Regions from separate parts of the Rattus norvegicus genome. Here region 1 is linked to region 2. A link is a contact called in public Hi-C data. All regions are on one chromosome and are shown on one strand. Each heading gives the region's core, a stretch centred on a gene start, on an enhancer-like site or on the middle of the called end of the contact. The rest is flanking DNA. Distances are from core to core; before and after follow the strand shown. Region 1 overlaps LOC134481798 (a long non-coding RNA gene). Region 2 holds the start of LOC120096689.

Evidence for each region. A called contact is a pair of places that touch in the nucleus more often than the background predicts.
Region 1: a contact with region 2 is called in a Hi-C map of Schwann cells, with 4 times the contacts expected there. The contact joins the enhancer-like site here to the promoter of LOC120096689 in region 2. A contact is called at or near these places in 3 of 12 Hi-C or Micro-C datasets (the A7r5 cell line, Schwann cells and frontal cortex).

The regions. Positions count from the first base shown.
Region 1 is chr14:99,397,222-99,403,038 of GRCr8, reverse strand. It overlaps LOC134481798 (a long non-coding RNA gene), which reads right to left. Exons shown (of 2, transcript XR_010057620.1): 1 at 2,563-5,817. Among named protein-coding and RNA genes, the nearest start is that of Peli1, 56 kb to the left of the region's middle. Within about 2 kb of position 2,593, at least 40 of the 93 cell types and tissues checked have an H3K27ac peak or open chromatin away from gene starts, as enhancers often do. A contact at or near this core is called in Schwann cells, where this site is marked.
Region 2 is chr14:99,291,783-99,297,813 of GRCr8, reverse strand. LOC120096689 reads left to right here and starts at 3,674. Exons shown (of 4, transcript XR_010057619.1): 1 at 3,674-5,360. It overlaps LOC102549056 (a long non-coding RNA gene), which reads right to left and starts at 1,565. Exons shown (of 2, transcript XR_359731.5): 1 at 1-1,565.

The sequences.
Region 1 (5,817 bases), core at 1,344-3,843, 110 kb before region 2:
CCGAACTTAGGTTCTCTGGAGGAGCAGCTGGACTCTTAACTGCCGAGCTACCTTTCCACACTCTGGTTTTGTTACATTAGACAAGTCTCACTTTGTAGGCCTTGCTGGTCTTGAGCTCTCAACAATCCACCTGTCACTGTTTCTCAAAGGCTGGGGTTTAGGAAGGAACCACCACACCCCACTCTCTACTCGGTTTCTAAAAGAACTAACTGCTTTCTTTTTAAACATTGTATTGTATCCCCTGGGACATGGGCAGCCTATCAGACTTCTCCTCCCCCTGGCCACCATCATTTGCCAACAGCTCCTCAGTGGGCTGGGATGGAGACTCCTTGGTGTTTGGGTTTTGTTTTAAAGCTAACTGTGGCATGCTTTGCGAAAGGCTGGTGTCTGCAAAACTTCTAATAACACCCATTTTTGTGTACACCGATGAATATGTATATGTGCATATTTTGATGTTGAAGGCGAGCTATTTTTAGTTTCCTTTTTGGTGTGTTTGGAGAAACTCCTAACTGTTGCTATGCTGCCATGGGAACGGTATCCATGTACACTGATGTGTTTACAATTGTTCAAAACACTGTAAACTTCCCGGGGCAAAGGCAACCGGCTTACTCCCATCAAGGTTGCCCCGTGCTTTTCTTTTATTAGTAGTTTATTACTCCAAGATCCATGTTGGAGTCTACCTAAACCCAATCCGTTTTGCATCTGTGTCTTCACCAAAGGCTTCCCCCCTCTCTGGTATACATCATTAATTAATTAATTTTACATTCATAACTACAGTACTGCAGAAAACAAATTTTAAAATGTCCCCCTGAAATCAGAAATATTATCTGTTCTTGTTAGGAGTTGAAAATTGACGACCTCAGAGGTTTCCAGGTAAGGAATAGAAATGGCAACCCTTGAGGATATACTGACTTTCTACAGTGTTTAGGAGTAGGGGCCTGACTGGGACGTTAAGTTTGACCTTCATAATCTTCTTGGTCATATCTACTGAATTTAAAGACTGTTCTAGTCCCCAGGAAGATGCAGACAAGAAACTTCCAGCTTTTTCTATCAGGAACAATTAGGTATCTGAGAATCTTCTCAATTTTTGGAAAATCAATTCTAATAGAAACTCAGAAATTAGCCAGGCAGTAGTGGTGCATACTTTTAATCCCAGCACTCAGGAGGCAGAGGTACGTGGATCTCTGAGTTGGAGACCAGAGGCCAGCTCTAGTCTACAGAGCCAGCTCCAGGACAGCCAGGGCTACAAAGAGAAACCCTGTCTCAAAAAAAAAAAAAAAAAAAAAAAAAAAAAAAAAAAAAAAAAAAAGAAAGAAAGAAAGAAAGAAATTAAGGTGAATGAGGAATAGAACAGAGTCTGAAGACATCACAATAGTGGTCTTCCCAGGGTGTGTTAAAGGCACTCAAAACTATTTGAAAATAGAATTTGTCAGCACCAATTCCAGAATGGTTAGGTGTAGTTAAGGGCACATGTGCTCCAAGACAGCACACTTTCTTACTAGTCTCCTTTAAGACATTCGTTCCTACGCTTAGGATCTATTTGCGTAAGTATATAGTGAGATAAATTTAAATGGCCATAAGGGAGTCTGTTTTTATTTCTCTTCTACCAAAAGCTCATTTTTGTCATCTTGCTGAAACAGCCATTTAAGTCACACGGAAAAAAAAGAAAAGCCCAGATCTGGTGAGGTTCAGTTGTAATGCCAGCACCCTGGAGCCTGAGGTGGGAGGCTTGACGAGACTTGGAGGTCAGCCTGGGTTGCATAGTGAGTTTGAGGCCAGCCTGGTATATGTAGCAAGACCCTGTCTCTAAGAATCAAAGCAAAAACAAACTATAAAACCACTTCTCTCAACCCCAACCTCCCACCCCTCCCCCACTTTCATCCTCCACATACAACAGAACGTCAAATAGGAGCGTGGTTTATGTTTCCAAATGGGCATGATTTATGAGCCCCAGCAGTCGTCCTGACCCACGTGTGCTGCATGTGGAGGTAGATAGGGGGTTGAAAAGGCATTTCTGGCCAGGACCCTTCTCAAAGCATTTTTGCAATGTCTGCACCAGCTCATCTGTGGACATATCATTCTAAATCCTCCATAATCATAGATCTGCGTGTGAGTCTTCTTTTTATTCCCCTCTTCCCTATGGGAAGGATTCCTCTCTGCCCCTTGGAGCTTAACTGCAGTTAAGAATGTGACCACAAGGTCACATTTAGATTAGAACCCAGTAAAACCTGATGAGCTTGCTAAGCAGGACAATGGGGGAAAGTCACAGGTCAAACTGTGACTGCTTTCCACTGGAGTGGTTGTGGGCGGGGGTCACGGGAGTGCCTAACAGGAAGTGAATCTGGCTCAGGCTCAGGCCAGAGGCCAGGAGACCAGGCATTAATTCCCTGGGGTAACCAGCAGGATGGAGATGTAAGGGGTTGGCTGCGCTGAAGCATCCCACCCCCATCTCGCCCCGCCCCGCCTCGCCCCGGCAACTGCTAATTGGCTTTCTCATCCAGATTCTTTTCACAAGCAGTTTTCCATCTCCATTCTGTCTCTGAGGGAATTTCCCAAACTAACCGTCTCTAAGAATTTCCCGCCTTCGGACCACAGTGTAGCCCGGAGAGATTTACTGCTGATCTCCATCTGGGGGTTTTCTCTTTGGCTCACCACGACTTCCTGTTTCCCAGCGGCCTCTGCTCTCTGGGAACTAGAGTCCTCAAAGGGACAGACAACTTTCAACAGAGGGAAAATGACTGTGTGTATAATACAGTGATACCCGCCTCCTCCCTCCTCCTGGTTCTGGGCCACTGTGGCATTGAAGTTGTAAGCCAGGCCCAGGAACCTTGTTGAGAGAGTTGGGTGGATACCACTGAATATACCTTGTTATTCGTGAGCCGCAGAAAGGATTGTTTCATAGATTTGTCGCCCCTGATTTAGGATAGATAGAAATGCCTCTGTTAAACCACTAGGAGCAGGAGAGATGGCTGAGAGCGGGTGCTCTCCTAGAGGATTGGAGTTCGGTTCCGGCATTTGCAAAGGACAACTACTCACACCGAGCTGAAACTCTAGCATCCGGGTCAAATGAGGCCCCTGGCCTTCACAACACGCACATATGTGCACGTACCCATGTACAAATAATTAAAAATAAAATAAAAACTGCTAGGGATGAAACTCAGATCATCACGAACGCTTGGCAAGCACATACCTTGCCCTTGCACATGCCACGCCCATGCACACGCCACGCCCATGCACATGCCACGCCCTCGATGCCTCTTTCTGGTTCACTTAATGACTGCGCTGTCACTCACAAAGGCCCCAGTGTGACAAGCACGGTGCCAGGGAGTTTGCATTCACTTCTCATTTGATTCTGGTAAAAGTCAGGAGAAGTAGGCCTTGTTAGACCTAATTAGCCAGCGAGGCGGTAGCTGATGGCTACGTTTCCCTAGCTGGTTATAAACAGTGTTCCAAGTGTGTGGCTCGTCGGAAGTCCATGCTTTTAGTCATTCAGCCGTGAGTTTGTATAAAAGTTTGGGTCATTTTCACAGATTTTTGAAACCCAACAAAGTGGTGGGGAAGACCTTGAGAAGGAGCAGAGCCTCAAAACCAAAAATATTTTTTGAAGCGGTATGGGTGGTCTTTATTGATGGTCATTGAACCTGGTGGGCCCTCTCTACTGCGTCTCGGGAAGGTGCTGAGAATAACGGTATACAAGACCAACCACTTAATTAGTTTGTTCTCCTAGAGAACATCCCATTTAACCCTTCTTGCTTACCCTAGCTTTGTTCATTTTATCAAGGTCCTTAGAATTGATTCCCTGGGGGCAGGTCCCAGCCTTTCTCTGGCCCTGCACTGAGGTTTACTTAATCCTCTGGAAACTGTGTTCTACAATTGGTCTACTTTCCTGCCTCTCATTGCCTTTAAACCAGCCAGATTAATGCCTGTGCATGCATTCCTGCGTGTGTGTGTGTGTACATGTGTGTGTGTGCACACTCTCACATGTATGTGTGTGTTCTTGTGGTCTGAGTCCTCAGGAGGATAGATGATTAGTAACAGGTGACCTTTGCAAAATACTGCAAGTATTTTCAGTTCCGTTAAAGGAGCGACCAGCATATGAGGTGCTGGAGGCCACCCCAGAAGTGAGGAACATGGTCCAGGGAAGTCCCAAAGGCTGCAGAAGCTGCAAGAAAGGACCCCTTAGCCACTGCACACTTTGCTCTGATTGTTGAGAAGTTATCCAGTGGTTACTTATCCCGCATTACTTAGTCAGTCCAGGGCCAGGGTTCAAATATCAGTCTAATTTCTAGTTGTAGAACTTGGAGTGAATAAATCTTTTATTTCATTGTCGTTCTGGAGATCCAGGGTCTTACCCATGCTAGGCAAACGCTCTACACTGTTATATTCAATCCCCAGCCTTATTTTATTTTATTGAGACAGGGTAGCAGGCAGCCTAGGCTGGCCTTGAAGTTGCTATGTAGTCAGAGACGACCTTTAACTCCTGAATCTCATACTCCTAAGGAATGCTGGAATCACAAGTTCGAGCTATCATTTCCGGCTCTGCCCCTTATTTGTTAAGCCACCAAGAAACACACCCCAGCCCTTAAGCTGTGTATATACTGGCCGAGTTATCGTTTCACGTACTCAGGTGGCAAAAACAGGGCAAGCACTCTCTGCCTGATGCCCTGGACCCAGGACGGACAAGCAGGGCCTAGAGGTAGTGGGGAAGGCCTTCCATGGTCTAAGGGGCCTGATTTCCTAGTCTTCACTGTTGCCAGGGCACCTTGGCAGCAGCTTACTCGACTTCAGGGGTCCAAGTAACCAGTACCAGGATCAGGCCTTCAGTCTGTTTTCCAGAAAACAAAACGAGTCCTTTAAATGAGGTCTAGCCCTCTGCAATTCTTCCTAAGCAAATGGCCACAAATATGCCATGTGTTCCCTCACAGGCAATGGTACATATTATTGTCAATGGCTCCTTTCCCCGCAAGTGTCACTGCTCTTCCTGTCACGCTGCAGATGAGCAGGGGACAGCAGTTGAAGGAACCATCAAATCAGGGACTGGGTGGGGCCTCTGTTCCCCATTCACAGAAGCCTGATCTGTACCATGCGGTATCCAGACGGAATGATGGAATGTTCCAGAATCTCAAGCAAAGCCCAGCTCTGTCTGGCAGCCACATTGGCACATCCAGCAGAGATTGCCAAGGTTCTCATTTCAGCCCCCACCTTCCAGCTCGACACATTAAGCTCAACACATTGTTGTTTGTTTGTTGAGTCAGGGTCTTATATAATTCCTCTAACTCCCTGTGTAGCCAGGACTGGCTTTGAACTCCTGATCCTCCTGCCTGTACCTCCCACACACTGGGATTACAGACACACGCCTCCACAGTTGGCTTAATTTCAAAACTGAATACTAAAACCAAACCAGATCACATAAACCTCAAGGATGTTTCTTTTTTTAAGTGAATGGTATCACGGCTGTTGCTTAATGGTCTATGTAAAACGGTACGATGGTATTCCTCGTACAAGGTGGGCCTCATGGGATATGGCAAACTGGCAACAAACAGAATAACCAGCGATTAGGGGAACCCTGCTGCTGCGTCCAGGAACTCTGGGTACCTCCAGGGGTGCTGGTTTGATCCAAGAGAGATCTATGCTGTAAAACTAGCTCTTCAGGCACGAAGCTTGGTTGTAGAAAAACCTCAGGCTACTGTTAGCCCAGAATGCATTGCTTCCTTTCATGACTGTTTCTGTGGGCTGTGATGTAAGAGTCAGAGGAAAGTTAGCATCGTTTGAACTCAGTGCAACTCTTCATACTTTCATGCTCTTGTGTTGTTTGAA
Region 2 (6,031 bases), core at 2,425-4,924:
AAAAAGTGATTCCTGGGGGAGGCCCTCACTACTGAGATGTGTGCCCGATCTCAGAGCTCTCCTGCGGTTTGCTCACTAGCATTTAAACAGGCTGGACTTCTCGTTCATCAGCTCCTCACGTGGTCTCAGCGAGTTACACCCTGTGGCTTATCACTGCAAAGGACACTTCCTTCCGTGTCTCAAAGACATGGAGTCAAGCTGAGCATTTGCCATTGAGTTTTAATATAGGAGCCTCTCACTTGATTAGACAAGGAAGGTCATCTAGTCGTCTGCAATAGCTGAGTGGCTGGAAAGTATTGAATATAAAAATCTCCAAGAGCCAAGGTGATGTTTATGTTTTTAGTCCACTTCAGATAAGAGGACTCAGAGCCAGGTGCTCTGCAAAGCTTTTTATTGGGGTCTCATTGAGTGGGGTGGAGTCTCTCAGGCCAGTATCCCATCTTGAGCTCTCTCCGGTTATAAAGTCGCATTGAAACTGACCCGGTGAGCTGTGTGAAAGGCAGGGGACCTGGCTGCTGTCCTCATGGAGTTCGACCAGTGAAAGAGAAGTAGATAAACATGCAGGGAATCTACAGAGGAAATCACAGGACCAGGACCCCCTGCTGTGACAGGTCAAAGGAAGAGTGAGGCTTTGGCCGTGTGGTTTCCACTGACCGTGGAGCACAAATGGCATTGCAAGAGAAAAGGGTGGAGTGGAAGTTAGGGCAGGTGAGAGTAAAAGCCATCAGATGTCTTGGGAAGGCAAAGCCAGCACAGGGAGTGTAGCAAGCAGTTTAGATGTGCCGGGGCCAGATGTGGTGTTTGATAGGGAGTTCCGTCTTGCTGGCGGGGCGGTGTTTACGCTGGACATCGACTGACTAGGATGAAAGTCACTCAGCTAAATTCAGCGGGTGCAGGCCGAAGGTGCTGTACACGGGGATGGTGTGGTATTGCAAAGGTGGATCTGGCCTGCAGCAGTGTGACACAGGCTCATTGACACAGGTTCTCCAGTCAGTGTGCAGGGCCGGCTGAGAGGACTCAGCCGAAGGAAGCTGGCGACCGACCACAGGATCTTCACATTAACTTCTGGGAGGAAAGCCCTTTCCTGTCCCACTCAGAGGTGGGCAAGTTTTGGACAAGAGTCATTAATTCATTCTGCTCGCCTCTGACCTCAGATACTCTGCTGTTAAGCCTTCCTCAAGGTTTTAAACACTGAGAGGTGCCGTGCGGTCGGCTCTGACCAAGTCATGTGGTTCCCAAAGTCTTTTCATCCAAATAGAAGAGGCTGATGTGTTCTTCTGGAAGGAAAGTCACGCTCAGGACAACTTCAGTCCCTTTTCAGTTGTGACGACAAACTGGGGTTAAAGTTAGGGAGGCTGGAGCTCCTGGTACAGTTGTCTCAGGCCAGAGTTCAGCAGGGCTCTTGGCAGGCAGAGGTGGGGGGGGGGGCATTGCCCTCTGCTGGGGCAGATCAGGAGAGAGGAGCTGAGGCCAGCGACCGTTGCAACTCAGGGGACAGGGTCTGGGGTCCCAGATTATATGGTTTAAGCGTTGTCTCTTTGACCTCTGCAGCGTGGATCTCCCCCGCACCTTCAGAGCAACAAAGCGGTCAGCCATTTCTTCTTTAAAAAGGAAGCTAATTTGTGTCAGGTTTGAGAGAAACAGAACAGACGCCAGCTGAAAAGCCTCTTCTCTGCCGACGGGACTTTCTCCTCTAACTGGCCTCTTCTCTGCCGACGGGACTTTCTCCTCCTCTAACTGGCCTTGAAGACCCCTGCCCTCCCGCTGGCTTCCCTGGATAGATCACAGACCAGAATGTCCAAGAGCCAGTGCTACTGTACCAGTGCACAGCACCACCAACTGTGGCTTGGATTTTAAACTAATTTCATCAACAAGGGGGTGGATGGCAGGGAGGAGAGGGGTTAATTATAACAGAGGGGATTTTTTTTTAAAGACCTAATTTCAGAAACCTCAGACTTAATTTAGTAAATTTCTTTTTACGGAGGGAGTTGCTAAGCTGAAGTCATTTGCATTATAGTCTTAATTACCACTGCGTTGTATATAAGATCGTCAATAAAGCTTTTTGGCCATGTGTACTCGGAATAAATGATTGATCCTAATGAGGCCTTTGTTCCCCTGGAGCCTCTCCAAGCTAGTTCCTCTCTAGTGGAGAAGCTCAACATTTGCCAAGCCATGGAGGCGTCTTAAATTAGCAAAAGCCTGTGAAGAATCAAGAGACTTTCAAAGTGGGCGCATTGGGAGAGGGGATGCCAAGCTGTATCTGTGTGCCATACTTCTTGTGAGGCTGGGTGCACTGCTGTCTGTGGCTGCATTAGCTTGCTGCACGATCACAGACAATTCCCCTCTGTGTCCTTCCAGCCACACAGGAATAGCCTCTGGGGCCCTTCCTCCTGCAAATCACGGATGCTGACTAGAGCTTCCTGTTTTGCCCTTCCTGCTTCCGCTAAGGGACGTGCGTGCAGTCCCGGCCGGCCAGCCACCACGCTCTTATTGGAAAAGCTGTCTTCCAGGTTAACTCTAAAAAATAAATAAGCAGCCCTGATTACTTTTTAGGGGTGGGAAACACTGGCGAGTGTGTGTGTGTGTGTGTGTGTGTGTGTGTGTGTGTGTGTATGTGTGTGTGTATGTGTGTGTGTGTAGGTCAGGTTTGTGGTGTGTGTGTGTGTGTGTGTGTGTGTGCAGGTCGGGTTTGTGGTGTGTGTGTGGTCTGTGGGGCTGTATTGTAGGTTGGGTTTGGTGTGTGTGTGTGTGTGTGTGTGTGTGTGTGGTCTGTGGGGCTGTATTGTAGGTTGGGTTTGTGGTTTGTGTGTGTATGTGTGTGTGTATGTATGTGTGTATATGTACATGTATGTAGGTCGGGTTTGTGGTGTGTGTGTGGTCTGTGGGTGTGTGTGTGTATGTGTGTGTATGTATGTATGTGTGTGTGTGTAGGTCAGGTTTGTGGTGTGTGTGTTATGTCTTGGAAATCCATTTTGAAGGAGACAGACTTCTTTGTGGGGAGGGAAGGAGTTTGAGAAGGCCACAGTGGGTGCCCCCTGAGCTCTGCAACACTCACACCACTCCTTTCCCACACCTTCATGCACCTCACACCCTGCAAGGCTCCATAGACATGCATTCCCCTGCAGTGGTTCTTACCTGAGGAGGATATGTTCCGAGACAGTGAAATAGCAAGCAGTGCCCTTATGTGAATACATTTTCCTTTATAGACATTGTAGACATTAGGTAGAATAGCCAATCAATAACAGCTCATAATAAAATAGGACAACTCTAACAATATGTTGCAATAATGGTTATTTAAAGTATGAGAATTGATTATTTCTGAAAATTTTCACTCAGTACTTTTATGTCCAGGATGGCAATATCAGTAGACATGCTAACACGGAAGGGGGAAATCTCACACTAGACTCTTGAACGAAGAACTCCAGGCAACCGAAGATGAGAGAGAGAGAGAGGAGAGAGAGACAGCTTCTCCCAGGAAAGAGCCCCCTAGTTGTTTGAACAATACAAAGTAGTCAGCCCTGAAACCATACACACAGAACAGCAGCAACAGCAACAAAACAGACTTGGAAGGGTGCATTTCTATGTCTGTGCACTTATAAGCAAATATACATATGTGTAACAATAACTAGCGTGTGTCACTTTGAAAGTGGAAGGAGCAGGAAGGAAGACAGGAAAGAGGTTAAAGTATTAAAAAAAAAATAACACTAGTCTCAAATCCTAGTTGACCATGGGTAACCTAAAACCAAAGAAAGCAAAAGTAAGGATGGGAAGAGAGCGACTGATGTTAGCAGCAGGTAAAGGAGGGCTTCATGGTGCAGCTGAGAGGCATTAAGTAGTCTGTCACAAGTCACAGAATTGGAGAGGAACAGATGGACTGAGGTCCAGGTCCTGCCCCTACACAACATCTCCAGACCACTCCCTGTGGCTCCTGTCAGGGTTGGGTCTTGCTGCTGCGTGGTACCCCATGAAAACCTTATTTCAGACTCTGAATGCTTAAGTAAGGTTCCAGAGCAGCCTTCCAGAACCTTCCTCTGGAGGTGTGTCTGTTTGACAGAGCATGGTGGAGGGGGTCGGGAGGGAAGGGAACAGAAGGCAGGAGTGGGCAGGTTATTTTCCTAGTTTCCCATTGCATAGAGCCAAAGAGCAGGAGACAAAGACAAACTCACGCTCCTGACGCTGCGGATTCGCTCTGTGCTCTGGATAGCCCACTGGAGTGGTTTGCGAGCACGGAGAAGGGCAGCCTCAGGAAGTGTCCGTGTTGAGGGCTGGTGCAGGACATTTGAGTACAGCAGAGGCTTACAGCAAGACCCCTTATTTGGGGGTCACAGTGAATGGCCCAGGGCAGGAAGTAAAAGATATTTGTCTCTTCAAAAACCTGCAGGGACTGGAGAGGTGGTTCAGCAGTTAAGAGCCCTTGCTGCTCTAACAGAGGAGTTCCCAGCACCCACATGGTGGGTCACAAAGGTCTGCAACTCCAATCCCATCACATCCTTCCGGAAGATCCAACACCCCTTTCTGACTGGAGGCACTAGTCATGCACCTGTGCACATACGTCTGTGCAGGCAAACACTCAGAGAATAAAAGTAAATGACTCTTAGAGCAGGCATGGGTCAGGGATCCCCTTGGAAAGGTGCGCTTGCAGGTGCGTGCGTGCGTGCGTGCGTGCGTGCGTGCGTGCGTGCGTGTTGCGAAGTGGGCAGTCCCATGCCTCCTCTCTCCACCAGCACCGTTTTTTCTTGTGTGTGGAACGGGATAGGGGGTACTAATAGCCCTTCTAGTTGTTTCTCTGAATGATAATAATTTAATGAGAGCAATAGCAAATAGTGGCTGTAACTAGTAGAAAGTTAAAGTTAGAGGGTAGTCAGGTGCTGAGCCAGCACAAAAGCGAGGCTGACAACCAAGATTTGGCTGGTTCCGAAACAGCAGATTGAAGGAATCTGTAAAGAGCCCTTGTACTGGTTCTGAGAGCTCTAAAAACTGGGTTGAAAATGAAGAGTACAGGAGCCATAAAATAGCGCCAAGTATTTTTTTTCCCCTAGTGTGAGCCAATCTTTTGAGACTTGGACTCTAAATATTACATATGAGTCACTCCTACTTCCTTCCCCTCCAAAACAATCTTGTCTGGGACACATTAGGAGGGTGGCTTTTCAGCGTCTCCCACCAAACTCTTGTCTCTCATCGTGGGCAGAACAGCCCCTTGCAGAAAAACTGTCTCCTTCATTTCAGTCCCCTTGGAGGCTAGAGCCAGTTTCCATAGAAAAAAAGGAGCGTCCTATGAGCCACAAGATCCAGGAAGACACTAGGTGGCGCCAGACCCTCGCGGTTTCCAGCCCGTCAAACACCGTTTCTTTTCCTGCGAGGTAAGTCCTATCCTTGCTAGAGACTTGGGGCTATTTCAATGCATTCCACAAACATAAAGCGACTTCCTATCTGTCCCAGGTAGGCTTGATATTGCTGTGATAAGACACCATGCTCAAAGCAGCTGGGGGAGGAAAGGGTTTATTTGGTTCATCCTTCCACATTTCTGTTCATATTACAGAGGAAGTCAGGACTCAAACAGGTCAGGAATCTGGAGACAGAAGGTGGTGCAGAGGTCACAGAGGAGTGCTGCTTACTGACTTGGATCTTCATGGCTTGCTCAGCCCTTTCTTATAAAACCCAGGACCACCAGCTCAGGGATGGCCCCACTCACAATGGGCTGGGTCCTCTTCCACCAATCACTAATTAAGAACATGCCCTACATACAGGCTTACTATAACCTGATCTTATGGAGGCATTTCTCAACTGAGTTCTCTTCTCTCGGATGACTCTAATTTGTGTCAAGTTGATATAAAACCTTGCCCATCACGCTGTCTCAGCTCAAGGCACCCCTCTTGTACCTTTGTTGCTGCTCCCCACCCCCTTTCTGATGGGGTGGTGGAAGGAGGTTCCCAGACCTGATGCTGACACCCCAAGTTTGTTACCAGCTATAAATATATTCCTTTGCAACTTCTGCCATACCCTGAGGGTCAGGGAGAAAAACTTTCTTCCT